Regions from separate parts of the Sus scrofa genome. Here regions 1, 2, 4 and 5 are each linked to region 3. A link is a contact called in public Hi-C data. All regions are on one chromosome and are shown on one strand. The core of a region is the stretch at or near the end of the contact, and the rest is flanking DNA. Distances in the headings are between cores, read along the strand shown. Region 1 overlaps LOC106508433 (a long non-coding RNA gene). Region 2 has its middle 52 kb from the start of GLRX. Region 3 overlaps LOC106508433 (a long non-coding RNA gene). Region 4 overlaps LOC106508433 (a long non-coding RNA gene). Region 5 overlaps LOC106508433 (a long non-coding RNA gene).

Region 1 (2,700 bases), core at 59-2,558, 250 kb after region 3:
AGGCGCCAAAGCTATTCTCCTTCTTGAAACATCATGCTTTCCTCTTGCAGGTGTGTGTTCCCTTCAAAGTATAAGCTTATTAGTTTCCCTCCCATTCATTAAAAAAGAAATCAGAGTTCTTGTTGTGGCTCAGCGGGTTAAGAATTCGACTGGTATCCATGAGGATGCAGGTTCAATCTCTGGCCTCACTCTGTGGGTTCAGGATCTGGCATTGCTGCAAGCCGTGGCATAGGTTGCAGCTGTAGCTCTGATTCGGACCCCCCCCCACCCCAGGCTGGGAAGTTCCATATGCCACAGGTGCCGCCCTAAAGATAAAAATAAAAAAAAAAAATAAAAAGGAAATCTATCTTTGGCTTCACATGCCCCAGAAAATGTCCCATGTCTTCTTTCCTCTTATCTAAACTTTTTAAAAAAGTAATCTGTGCTCACTGTGACCACTGGGTGTGCCATTCATTCACTCTGCACCCCTGCAGTCTGGCTTGTGCTCTTGTTGAGGCCACGAGTATCCTTCTAATTACAAAATCCAATGGACATTTTCCAATCTTTGTCTTGCTATACATTTGGGGGCATTTGGCAATGTTGATTATATGTACTACTGCCCTCCAAAGTAATAGTATATTTTCCAGTTTTCTCATTCGCTTCTGTTCCTTCTTAAAGGCAAGTTTTTCTCTCTCCACCCGTCACTTACATCCTTGTGTGCCCCAGGTGTCTGTGTTTACAGCACACTACTTCTCATTATGGAGACTCTTCTTGGGTGCATTTATCTACTCTCAGGAGTTCAACTACCACCTGTATGCTAATGACCCTCTAATTCAACCTGCTACTCAGATTTCTTCCCTAAGGTTTAGACTCACCAATTCCATTACCTGCCAGGTATCTTCAAGTGGGCGCTTATCAGATATTTCAGATTTGATTCCTCAAAAACTAAGCAGAACTTTCCTCCAAATTCACTCTCTTTGTGTCACCATCTCTCTACCCAGTGAACAGGGTTATAAAATATCAGCCCTGACCTTTCTCTCTGTCTCTTCATCCAGCTGATGCTGCACGTGGATGGTTTCCCCTCCTATGTGTTTCTCGAATCTGCCCTCTCCGCCCCAGTCCTATCATTGCTACCGTTCTCAGACACACCTCCTCTTCCAGGAAAGATACAGCCTCCTAACTGGCCTCCTGGTTTCTAGACTTGTTCTCAGTTCTGCTCTTTCCAGAGCTACCTAAATGGTCCCTATTAAACACAATTCTGACCCTGTTCCTCTCAGCCACGCCATTCCATGGTTCCTGGAATCTACACCAGCAAGTTCAACTTCCTTTCCTGGCACGCATGGCCCTCTGTGGCCATCTCTTGCCTAATTCTCAGGCCTTGGCTCCTACTACTTGGATTCCAGCAATACTCAACCAGCAGTAGTTCCCTGTACACACCGTGTTCTCCCTCTGTTCTTTGTTTCTGCTTTTAAGATTAAATATTTTACTTCGGAGTGTCAAGTTGGTATTCAAAGGGCCATTTCAAGTTCATTCGATATTCAATATTAGAGCCTCTGTTCTTGCAGAGGGAAGAAAGAAAAGGCTCATAGCTCCACCCCCATTTCTGCCCCTTTCTCCCCCACACAAAGAGGGTACTGGACCTGAGATGTTTGTGCATCCTGCCTGATTTAAAGTATTTATAAGCACATCAAATATTTTAGGTTTTCACTCCAGGTTGTTCTTCCAAGCCAAGGAGAATCTATTTGTTATGAAGAGTGTGCTGCCCTCTAGAGGTGGCGTTCAGGAAAGGAACATATCCTATCCATGTCACAGCGTTCTGCAGTTTCTCCTGTGAAAAAACTGTCATAGTAAGACCTTTATTCTTTCTGCTATTTGTCCAAAATATGCTTTACCAGATCTCTGAGGCACAATTTTTTAAATTTACTTCCATATTAGTGTTTGGGGAGAAAGCGCAGGATGTACCTCAAAGTGCACTCGATTTGGAGTTAGAAGATTCAAGTTCTAGTCCGGATTCTCTTACGAATGTCTGTGAACTTAGATCTCTCCTCTGTTAATCAAGGGGTGTGATACTCCATCCAGAAAACTGAGAATCATGTGAAAGAATGCTTTGGCAATAAAACTGGTAACAGGAGTATCAGTAAATATTTATTATACTCTAAGTATACACAAAATACCAGGCTGGGGTTAAGAGTTGTTTTGCAGAGGTTATGTGTTTACATTTGATCTTTAGAAAGTTAAATAAAAATATGTGAAAAGTTCCCATTGTGGAGCAGGGGAAATGAATCTGAGTAGTATCCACGAGGATGTGGATTCCATCTCTGGCCTCACTCAGTGGGTCAAGGATCCAGCGTTGCCGTCGGCTGTGGTGATCCAGGTTGCAGATGTGGCTTGGTGTAGGCTGGCAGCTGCAGCTCTGATTCAGCCCCTAGCCTAGGAACTTCCATAGGTCACAGGTGTGGCCCTAAAAAGAAAAAATAATAGTATTTGAAAAAAATTTGGAAAGTATTTGGGGTTTCTATTTAAATGGATTAGTTGAACCCTGATCCCATGAAAACCTGGAAATGAAACTGAGATAAAACAAATGTAAAACTTACAATGAAGTTTATAAGAGTCTATTATAATATGAAAGCAGAACACACAGACACACTTTAATTTCCCAATAAGCTCTGGTGTAAACCTCCTTTAGCCTGACTTCCTCTCCCCTATTTTCAACCAAGGGAA
Region 2 (2,700 bases), core at 62-2,561, 220 kb before region 3:
GGCTGTAAGGAACATGTCACTCGGATTACCCAGCCGGGTCACATTGCCTCCCAGAAAAAACTGTCACGCTGTCCAGAAGGTTTTCACTCAAGGGCAAAAGACTGGCAACATCTCTTTGCCAGTTTTCGTATAAGTGCACGACAGCATTTATGAGATAATAGTACTTGGTTTTTGTTGTTGTTGTGGAAGCGATAACCAGCCAACTCAGCCTCTGCAGAGCCTGGAGCAGGACAGCATGTCTGCCTGCAGCTCGGTGCGGAGGGCATTTTTGCTCCTGCACAGGGCAAAGCTAGCCTCTCCCAAGTCCTCAGAGATGGTGCTGCCATGTGTGGTTCCTTGCGCCTGCCCTGTGTTCCACAACTGGTATGTGGCCCAGTCCACAATGCTGCTTTCCTCATCCCCCTGAGAAGGGCCCCAGCCGCCCTTCGGACCCGGTGCCTCCCCTTCAGAGATGCCCAGGCGAGCTCCGCCTGTAGGTCCTCTCATGGCCCTGGGAGGCCTTGTTTGTTTTTGCTGTCAGAGGCCAGTCTGTCCCCTGACCTCTGACCCAGAACTGTTTGTTCCAACCGATCCCAGTCTGTTGCCCTGGCTCAAAACAAAGTGGATGAAAGCTCTTTCCTCAGGCCCTGCTTTTTTGCCCGAGATGGGGGCAGTGAAAATGAGTGGTGTGATCATGTGGCTGATGAGTCACTTGGGGCCATAAATGACCAGAAAAATATACTCTAGTTTAGGGCCGAGTAGGGCACTAACAGCTGAAAAGCAGTAGAGCAAACGTTAAGATCATAGTTTTCCAGCCAAAGAGAACTGGGCTTCGGTCCTGCCTTGGACTCCTCTGAGCTGTGTAACCTTAGGCAGACCTCTTAACCTCTCTGGGCCTCGGTTTCCAAATCTGTAAAACAAGGTTGATCATAGTGCATATCTTATAGAGCAGTTGTAAAGATTATATGAAAACAAACAAAGCATCAACAACAAAACCCACAAAGGTAAGGCACCTACTGCCTGGCATAAGGAAGCTCTCAAGATACTATAGTGTTTATTTGGTCGCCAGGAAAATCCCAAAGGATCAATGTGTTGGGTCACTGGTGCTCCTAGCACCATCAGCAAACATGTCCACGTTGCCAAAGCAGTATCGCCCTTCCTCCAACACCTTTGCTTTGTCTTTCAGGTCTCCTGCTTCCACAAATGTCCATGGATCGAGGTCAGTAACCTCTTAGGCAGGGAAGGTCACCTCATGATTGTGACATACGTGAGCACATCTCTGAAGAGCCAATGAGGTTCTGGCAAAAACCCCCACAGGCTGACTTGTCTGAGTTTCCTGACATGCCCACTACCAGCCGCCTGGAAGCCGCTGAGGTTTGATTGCAGGCTGCTCCCTCCCACAGCTGGCTGGAGTTTACTTCATTTAGGAGTCAGCCCTTGATCTCCACGATGACAGCCAGTCCTGCCTGGCTGGGGGATTGTGACAGCCTTTGTTTCCATGTGGGCCAAGTCTTTTGACAAGAGGGGAAAGCTCATTAGTTAGCTGTCATCCTCAAACGTGGTTAGGTTATGAGTAATTCTACTAGGAGAGCCAGGGAGCTGGCAGCTCGTTCCATAGAGATTGTTTTATCTATTTGTACAGAGTAGTGGGAGATTAACTGGGATATTTTATGTAAAAGTCTCTGTCAACTGTGGATGTGCTTACAGATCCAGCAAGGGGGACGAAGATGATTCCGCTTTACCTACCTCTGGGAGGTCAGTGCAGACACACCTGAATATGCAACCTGGCTGTGCCTCCACGCGCGCGTGCACACACACACATGCATACACACACACACACACATGCACACACACACACACATGCACACACACACACACACATGCACACACACCACCCACATTCTATGGTGAGGAAAGGATGGTGTGTAGCCTCGAGGACAGGTTTGGATAAAGGGTGCCTATTTCTGCTATAATGTTTTGGTTCTCCTTCTCGGCAGGGCCCGGCTGTTGCCTCAAAGCCAAAAGCGCCAACAGGACTTTTTGGTCTCCGCGGTCAACTCCAGTCTGCTGCTCCATCACTCGGCTTCCAGCAGGTGGCGCTGCGTCCCGCGTAGGCCTGGCCCGCCAGTCTTAGCTCCCCGGCAGGCTCAAAAGATACCAAGAAGTCGGGAAGTGGTCCCCGCTCACGTAGAGCCGCTGCCTTGGCGAACGCAATTGATGACACAGCGGCCTGACGCGGACCTTTGTCAGAGAGATGGGATTTGGCGTTTCCGCAGAACGGAAAACAAAGTGCTTCTGCCTGCCGGGCCAGAGTTGACATTTGCTCACCATTGATTCCGGGACGTTTACAGGCAGCGTGAGTTCATGTGAAATTGCAGGACTTTGCCATGAGTCAGATTCACTTTCTGTAAATCAGAGTCAACATTACACTTCCCCGCCCCTTGGGCCATTACTTGAATTTTTAGTTCACCCGTTGTATTTGTACTGAGGAGATTCAAGTATTTCATAAGCACTTTTTTTTTTTTTAAAGGGCAACACCAACTTGGGACAGATTGGTTGTTTGAGATTTTTGTCAACTTCTACCCTTCTTCACTCAGTGAAACATATGAAGGAAATGAAAGAATCAAAATTCTGCCCTAATCCACTGTCTACATTCTTGTCTACGTGTTAAAAAAGCTCCAGGCCGATTGCCTCATCTATGCGTCTTGCTCCCTCCCACGC
Region 3 (2,700 bases), core at 4-2,503:
TAATTTTAAAAAATACATGTCTAAAGAAATTCCTTATCTTTCAGAGGTATACACTAAAGTATTTATTAATGCAATGCTATGACTGGGATTTGATTCAAAATATTTGGGATGGGAGCAAGAGGGTGGGTATAAATGGAAAAATGACTGTTTATGCATTAATAATCATTGACGCTGATGAGTACATAAGGGCTCTTTATTCTTATTTTGTATATGTTTAGAATTTTCCACAAAAAAAGATTTTAATGAAAAAAGTTTGGGAGTTCTCTTGTGGCTCAGTGGGTTAAGGATCCACCTGGCATTTTCACTGCAGTGGCTCAGGTCACTGCTGTGGTGTGGGTACGATCCCTAGCCCCGGAATTTTGCATGCCGTGAGCATGGCCAAAAAAAATTTAAATGTATATATATAAATAAATTGAACTGATATAAAAAATGATTATGTATTACTGGTATAGATTATGGCAAAAACATAATATGGCAAAAATCATGCAGGTGATGTTTGAAAGTCTAAAGTGGGAAAAATACTAAGATAATAGAGAAGGAGCTTAGAATGAGTGGGGATAGTCAGCACTAGAATGTTAGAAGAACGAAATCTCCAGAATTCCATCATTTGGGGCTGACCCTCTTTGTAAAGGACTCCCTATGCTTTCCAGGGACTGAGGGGCTGGGGAGCAGGTAGGACTTGAGTGAAGAATTTGGAGACAGCTGTTGTGGGGAAGGGGAAGGAAGCCAGCTAGAGATAAGCTGCAGCTGAGGTTGGAGAAGGCAAGTCTACAATAGGGCTGCTCGCCAGTACCTTAGCAGTCTGAACAGTCTTCTAAGTGACTCTAGGGACCCTCAAGGGTGCTTCAGGTTTTCTGCAAAACAAAAGAAATCTTTTCTGTAAAACAGTGATGATGTAAACTCCCTGGAGAACCTATTTGTCTAGAAAATCTTTTTTATATACTGGGTTTCAGGAAAGATATTTTTGAAAAAAGTTTCACTGCTAAAATGTTGGACTAAATAACCATTATTCCTGGCATAGCTGTTCATTTTCTGGTGTGTGGTATGCACTTGCTGCTACTTTTGTTGTAAATGTTAGTGGTATATCCTGTATGATGCATATTGAATCCATCTCAAAGGGAGGAGAATTTTCTATGTGGCTATTGCTCTTTGGAGTGGCTTGTAGGTGTTTATCTGCCCTCTGTTTGGTTAAGGCAGGGTTTTCTATTTGTTTGTACACGCGCGCGCACACACGCGTGCGCACACACACACACACACACTCAATGTTGCATATAATTTCAAGGGTTCAAGGATCAGAGATCCCAGTTTAAATGTTGGATCTGCTCCACCTGGCATGGGGAACATGTCCATTTGTATTTAGCAAACAGAAGGCTCATTTTGGCTCTTAGAGATGATGAGCAGTATTGTCACTGAGATTGTTTATTCTTCAGTCTCTAATGTCAAAACTTGACCTTCTTATCTTGGTCTGAGAATTTACCAAAAGTTATTTGTTTGGGTCTGACTCAAAGTCTGTTATTCCTTTAATGTCACATAATTGGCTAAAATACAAAATACTTGTAACAGTATAACATGTCTACATAGTACAAATTGTATTTTATTTTGTATTTTGAAAGTAATTTGTGCAAAGACTTATACACAAATCAGTAATTGTGCTGCACATATTTAAGAAAGAGAAAGGAGTAATTTGACATCTTTTGAGGATTTAGAACATATTAGGTCCTCTGTGTGTAACTTATTAGGTCAACACAATATTGTCATTAGACAGATATTACTTTTTCTGTTTGAATGATGCAAAAACTAAGGTTCAGAAAGTCTAATAAATTTGCCTAAAATGACCAGTTAATGAGTGGCTGATCCAGCATTGAAACTCAGGTTTCTTTTAAGTTTTGCTTAACAGAGAACACTGGGTATTTATTGCTTTTTGACTGTATTCATTTCTTTCTTTTCTGGAGACTTGGTGCATCTGTTCCCTACTTCCATCCCAACCCTATCTTATGTTGTGCCGTTAAAATTATTAATCAAGTTACCCTGCCTCAAGACTCAAGCTGAGATAATCACATTCTCTTTTCGTTGTTTGAATCTTTCATGGAGCGTCTCAAAGATGGAAAACTTTGTTGGAACAATTTCTTTCTAGTGTTAACACCACGAATGAACTAACTGTTGACTCCCATTGCCTACCATCCCAGAGCTACCTTATTGGTTCTCTAGACTTCTTTTTAATTCTGTGAGCTATTCAATATCCTTAATAAACTCATTTCTTTTGTAAGTTATGTAGTACTTTGGGCTGAATTTTGCCCCCACCCCCCCACTCTTAAGTTGATGCCCTGACCTCTAATGTGATTGTGTTTGGAGATGGGGCCTTTGGGAGATAATTAGGTTTCAGCGCAGTCACAAAGCTTAGACCCTCATGAGGAGGTTAGTATCCTTACAGGAAGAGATACCAGAGAGCTTGCTTCCTCTGTCTGTTGTGTGTGGACACAGTGAGAGTGTGACTGTCTGCAGGCCATGAAGAGAGCCCTCACCTAGGAACCGAATTGGCCAGCACTTTTTTTTTTGTTTTTGTTTTTGTCTTTTTGCCTTTTCTAGGGCTGCTCCTGCAGCATATGGAGATTCCCAGGCTAGGGGTCGAATCAGAGCTGTAGCCACCGGCCTACGCCAGAGCCACAGCAACGTGGGATCCGAGCCACGTCTGCAACCTAC
Region 4 (2,700 bases), core at 150-2,649, 170 kb after region 3:
AAGGTCAGATTATAAAGCATTTCCTGCAATTCTATGAGCTACCCTGTATCCTTCTGATAAACTAATTTTGATTCAACTTTCTCTCCTTGCAATCCAAGAATCTTGATGGTTAAAGAGAAATTCTCAGCAGAGCTCCAAACACTAGAATGAAGTAATATTCTGAAATTTAGAAAATCATTTATATTTACCTTGGAGTGTTTTTTCTCATTCCTTCTGAATATGATGCTCTACTGCTCTGGAAAATTATTTCAGGCAAAATAATAAAATCATAGTAGGATTATCTGACATAGAAAAAGTTGGGACATGCAAAATAATGAAAATCAATATGCTCATAGTAGTATTAATTTTTAAAGAAAACTCCTTGTCACCATAAAAATTATATATGTCAGACACTGTGCTTAGAGATTTACAGATCTTATTTTTAATCTTTATAGTAACTCTGCAAATAGTATTAACCTCATTTTATGGATAGGGAGGCTGAATGAGGCTTGTCCATTGGTTAGCAGCTGACGAGAATTCTAGTCCAGTTCTACTCACTGAAAAGCCTGCACTCTCCCTCTGTAATGGCACACTCGGGATGTTAAGTTGAAAATTTTAAATGCTGTTTATTCATTCTTTCGTTAAATATTTATGGAGTTACTATGTAAATCTCCATGAATGTATGTAAATATAACCTTGGAGGATATACTCTAAGAAGTGGGAATGGCAAAATAGCATGTGGAAGGAGAAACTTTGTAGATTATTTAGATTAAACCTAAAATATGTCTACTAGGCAAGGTAAAGGATAATAGCTATTTTTCATCTTTGTTCAGATAGCCCACTCAAAATTTATTTTGACTCCAAAAAAATCTCATTTTCCCTTGTTCCCCTAATCCCTGTCTACCCTCCTCATCTAGCATATATTCATATTATGGTATGTTTAGAAACCTTTCTAAGTTATAGAGAATTTTAGCTCACTTATTTTGAGGGTATTTCTATGCAGTAATAATGTAAAAGGTGTTACTTGATGAAGAGATATAGGAAATTGTAGAAACCGAGTAGAATCCCAAGTATGCTAATCCTGCTTCTAATATCTTAGACACACCTGTATAGGACCAGAGATGAATAGCCACAATTCTGGTCTCTAAGGAACTAGAATTTAATAATTGTGCAGAAACTTTCATAGCATCTGTAGACCAACCTGGAAACTACATTATTCTTACCTCTTCTAGCATTCATAATGAGGATCTTGCAGAAAGATGCAGAGTATTGTAAATTTTAATTTTTTCCTCCCTTCAGTCTCATACTACATCCTACTCCTATTTAGCAATAGAAGGGAAAAGGTTAAACAAGCTGCCCCCATTGACAGTAGAGTTTACTTAGTTTGTGCAGAAGAAATTTTCTGTGTGCTCAGAGATATCACTGTTTGCTTTCCATGTAATGGAAAAAAACCATAAAGGTAATGAGTAGATAGATACTCCAGCAGCTGCAATACCAAACAAGTATTGCCAGGCTTTGTTTCTACCTATGCTGGAAGGTTTTGCATATTCAAATTCATTACTAATGATTCATTTTATTTTAATTTTAAAGACCTGGTCTATGTGAGTATTTGAAAAGTCTGCACTAGGTGAGGACTATAATATTTCTATGGAAAATTAAATTCATAAAAGAAAATAAAAGAAATTCATGAAAGAATGAAGCTGGCTAGAGAGTACAAATGCCTCAATAAATGATTCCGGACCAAACAGGCTAAGCAGTACCTAAGAGTGAGCTTTTATTATACTAAACAGAGTGGCAGAAGGTTAGAAAGTGGTTAGAGTTGGAACATTCTGACCACTAGTGTCAGCTTCCTAAAGAAACGTAAAAAAAAAAAAAATTCATTGTTCTTATAACTTCTTTTGATATAGTAAAATATCCAGTCTACATTTAATTTCTTTTCAAACACTTGTTATTGATGGTGGTGGGTGGAGATCAACTACCTTATAATAATAATAATAATAATAATAAAGTTATGGCTAGTTTTATGTTTCTCATTCTGTCTTAATCTCTTGGAACGCCTCTGGGTACTGGCTAGGAATCTCACCAGGCTCCGGTGGGAGAGGGTGAGCTCTGTATGTTCACAGGGGAAGCCAGGCTGAACTGAACAGGAGTGTATCCCGGAAGCAGCACCAATGGCCCTTTGGACTAGGATCCCTCAGGTGGAGGTGGCAGAACTGTCCAAGTCATGGTTCTAGACTTGGCTGAGATTGAAAAAATGCAGACTCTGGGGATCCAGCCAAATATGCCAAACTAGCATATCCTGGAACTCTGCCTTCTTAACAGGTAACCTGAAGATCAGCTCTGATTCCACACTACCTTTCTAAGTCCTTTGTGAAGAAGGAACCACCCTCCCTCCTTCAACCTGCATTGCTGCCACATATGGCACAAGAACGGCCACCAGTGTGTTCTGGAAGATTAGTCCTATCTTCAGGGCAAGTTTCTCAATACATTTGCCTTTTTTTAAGACTCCATCCATTCCTCTCAAATCCTTCACTTTGCTGTGCAGTAAAATCTGAATTTGACATTTTCATCCACTTTCCCATTTTCTTGTTTGGCTTTGCCCTGGCCAGTTACTAGGTGGCTAGTGATCATGTACGTTAAAGATAAATATTGGCACATAAAACTGTCAGTAATTCGTGGAGGTTCCAGAAAATGGAACTTTACCTATTGAGATGCTTAAAA
Region 5 (2,700 bases), core at 151-2,650, 230 kb after region 3:
TTTTTCCTTTTCCATAATATCATATAAATTGAATCATTTAGTATGTAGTTTCTTGAGTTTGAATTTTTTTCTCTTAGCGTTATACCTTTGAGACTCATTCATGTTATTGGATGTATCTGTAGTTCTTTTGTTAAATCGCTATGTGGATATAACATAATTGGTCTATTTACCAGCCGATAGACATTTGGGGTTGTTTTAGCTTCTAGCATTTGAGAATAAAGTAGCTGTAAACACTCATATGCAGATTTTTATGTAGGCATAGGTTTTCATTTCTCTAGGATGAATACCTACCCCTAAGTTTAACTTTGTAAGAAACTTCCAAACTTTTTTCCAAAGTAGAATTCCTATCGGCAATATTTAAATGTTCTAGCTACTTTGCATCCTCATCAGCATTTAGTATTGTCAAATATATATATATATATATATATATAATTTGAGCCATTGTAATAGGTGTGCAGTGGTATCTTATTGTGTTCTTCAAGTTTTCATAGTTTTTAAGATCAGTTTGAATTGCACATCAAATAATCAAAAGAATGTTAGACATCAGAAAGACAGTTTCTTTTACGTTTAGAATGGATAGACAATAAGGTCCTACTGCAGTACAAGGAGCTGTATCTAATCTTCTGGGAGAAACCATGATAGACAATAATATTTTTTAAAAAGAATGTATGTATTTTAAAGAAAGAATGTACATATTTTTTGAAAAGAGAGAAAAAAGACAGTTTGTTGTTTTATTAGCTTTGGACTCTGGCTCTTTGTCACGTTCTCCAACTGCTGTTGCACCACTGGGCTCTCGCTAATCATAAATTATTTAACTATGTGATTCCTAAGCATACATGGCTTCAGCATACACAGAATCTTTGCTTTCTAGCTAGTTTGGAATATTTGTATCAAAGGATTTATAATAGAATCACTGGAAGCTTTTTTTTTTTTTTTTTTTTTTATTCATACAGTATGTCAGGGAAATGCCTACCAGGGGAATATTTCTGCTCATCATCTCCAAAATGGAAAAGCAGCCAATTATTTTCTGCAGCCCTCCATGCTGACCTCACATAGAGAAGTGGCTCTGGCGATAGTAAGAGGAGAATAAAATAAAAGTTGCTGAAGCTACAGCAGCAATTTACTTTCCATTCTTGCAGAAGTTGGGCATCTTTCTTCTTGCCTTAATTTGATTATTTGTTGGGCCCCATGATCACTTGTTCTTGTTTCTCTTCCTCCTGTTGTTACTGAGCTTTGGCTTGGTTAGAGGCCCTCCTTCATCCTTTCTAGGTCGTTGTGGTATGAATGAGGTGGAGAAAGTGGAGCGCTGGTCCTTCCTCTCCAGCGTAGACTAGAACAGAACCTTCTCTGCTACACAAGCATAGCAGCTCCTTCAGGATCTCATGACTACCCCCCCCCTCCGCTTTGAATGCCTTTGCCCTCCTCTTCTGCCTGGAGAATTCCTACTTGTCCTTTAAGATCAGATCAAATGTCATCTCCTCTATGATGCCAAATTCCCTGAGTCCTGTTAGTCACATCCACTGAACTTTGTGCTTGTTTTGTTTGAAGACCTATCACATTGCCTTGTGATTATCTGTCAGCATTTCTGTATCTTTCCTAGACTCTGAACTCCTCCCAGGCAAGAACCATGTGTTAATCGTTGTTGGCTTAACACATGGTACACACTGAATAAATATTTTTTGACTGACTCTTAAAACTTGCAATGTGGCTTTTTAAATTTTATTTTTAAAAAGTTTTCTTTTTTTTTTCTTTTTTTTTGCAGTGCAGCTTTTTTAAATGCTGAGATTTTCTTCAGCTTAGAAAAGGAATGATAGAAGCATTTGTTGAACAGAATTTTTTGTTTAGTAAAAGCCATTCATATGTAGTTTGACAAAGTGCTGGTTAGAAGTGTTATTGATCCCAGAAATGGATTCCTCTCACCCTCACCCAGTCAATGTCATTATAAACCTCATGTAATGGGAAAGAAAAATCAAAGAATTAAAAGAATTTTCTGATTCTTTTCTCCATTATTAGCCTCTGATATGTGTATAAGTTATTGCTTTAGCCATGCAGCAAATTATTAGGTCTTGGGACTAAAGAAATCATTGTTTAGTATGAGTATATCCCATGCATATTTGGGACATACTTATACTTTAAACAGTCTCCTGCTGGAGTTCCCACTGTGGTACAGAGGGTTAAGAATGCAGCATTGCCACAGTTGTGGCATAGGCTGCAGCTGCAGCTCAGATTTGACCCCTCACCCAGGAACTTCCATATGCTGCAGTGCATCCAAAAAAAAAAAATTCTCTTTTATCTGAAATTTAAATTTAGCTAGGTTTCCTTTATACTATTTGGCAACTGTAGCCAATAGGAAACCTCTTTACTCCATATGATGGAATGAATGGTAAGGAATAGTCAGTGCTCTTGGAAGTTAGTCCTGAAATACATAATGGACAGTGTGAGGCTGTTATTCTCTCAGACTGGCCAGTATACATCAACTCACTTGGATGGCCAGCTTAGCCAGCTTAAGAGAAGAGAGATCAGAAAATACTTGGTGTCATGAAGAAACTTTCTTCGGTTAGAGGGAAGGGCTGAGAGGATGCAGAGGGGATCTGAAAACTCCTCACAGGGAGTGTAATGGGAATCTCAAAGGTGAATGATGCAAGAAGAAACTGACGCTCTGATCAAAGCCACTCAGTGCCAGACTTCACTAATTCCTTA

What was found. A called contact is a pair of places that touch in the nucleus more often than the background predicts.
Region 1: a Hi-C map of liver shows a contact between it and region 3, with 8 times the contacts expected there. The contact joins two enhancer-like sites. A contact is called at or near these places in 1 of 5 promoter capture datasets (liver), 2 of 47 Hi-C or Micro-C datasets (both in liver) and 1 of 2 datasets of contacts at active chromatin or transcription factors (alveolar macrophages).
Region 2: a contact with region 3 is called in a Hi-C map of liver, with 10 times the contacts expected there. The contact joins two enhancer-like sites. A contact is called at or near these places in 3 of 47 Hi-C or Micro-C datasets (liver and skeletal muscle) and 1 of 2 datasets of contacts at active chromatin or transcription factors (alveolar macrophages).
Region 4: a Hi-C map of liver shows a contact between it and region 3, with 7 times the contacts expected there. The contact joins two enhancer-like sites. A contact is called at or near these places in 3 of 47 Hi-C or Micro-C datasets (liver and skeletal muscle) and 1 of 2 datasets of contacts at active chromatin or transcription factors (alveolar macrophages).
Region 5: a Hi-C map of liver shows a contact between it and region 3, with 2.0 times the contacts expected there. The contact joins two enhancer-like sites. A contact is called at or near these places in 4 of 47 Hi-C or Micro-C datasets (epiblast stem cells, liver and skeletal muscle) and 1 of 2 datasets of contacts at active chromatin or transcription factors (alveolar macrophages).

Annotation. Positions count from the first base shown.
Region 1 is chr2:102,960,868-102,963,567 of Sscrofa11.1, forward strand. All of the region lies in intron 6 of LOC106508433 (a long non-coding RNA gene), which reads left to right. Among named protein-coding and RNA genes, the nearest start is that of PCSK1, 88 kb to the right of the region's middle. Within about 2 kb of position 1,309, at least 15 of the 83 cell types and tissues checked have an H3K27ac peak or open chromatin away from gene starts, as enhancers often do. A contact at or near this core is called in liver, where this site is marked.
Region 2 is chr2:102,488,725-102,491,424 of Sscrofa11.1, forward strand. No RefSeq gene overlaps it. Among named protein-coding and RNA genes, the nearest start is that of GLRX, 52 kb to the left of the region's middle. Within about 2 kb of position 1,312, at least 37 of the 83 cell types and tissues checked have an H3K27ac peak or open chromatin away from gene starts, as enhancers often do. A contact at or near this core is called in liver, where this site is marked.
Region 3 is chr2:102,707,793-102,710,492 of Sscrofa11.1, forward strand. All of the region lies in intron 4 of LOC106508433 (a long non-coding RNA gene), which reads left to right. Among named protein-coding and RNA genes, the nearest start is that of ELL2, 120 kb to the left of the region's middle. Within about 2 kb of position 1,254, at least 2 of the 83 cell types and tissues checked have an H3K27ac peak or open chromatin away from gene starts, as enhancers often do. A contact at or near this core is called in liver, where this site is marked.
Region 4 is chr2:102,877,707-102,880,406 of Sscrofa11.1, forward strand. The region is part of intron 6 of LOC106508433 (a long non-coding RNA gene); the gene reads left to right. Among named protein-coding and RNA genes, the nearest start is that of PCSK1, 170 kb to the right of the region's middle. Within about 2 kb of position 1,400, at least 8 of the 83 cell types and tissues checked have an H3K27ac peak or open chromatin away from gene starts, as enhancers often do. A contact at or near this core is called in liver, where this site is marked.
Region 5 is chr2:102,936,286-102,938,985 of Sscrofa11.1, forward strand. The region is part of intron 6 of LOC106508433 (a long non-coding RNA gene); the gene reads left to right. Among named protein-coding and RNA genes, the nearest start is that of PCSK1, 110 kb to the right of the region's middle. Within about 2 kb of position 1,401, at least 6 of the 83 cell types and tissues checked have an H3K27ac peak or open chromatin away from gene starts, as enhancers often do. A contact at or near this core is called in liver, where this site is marked.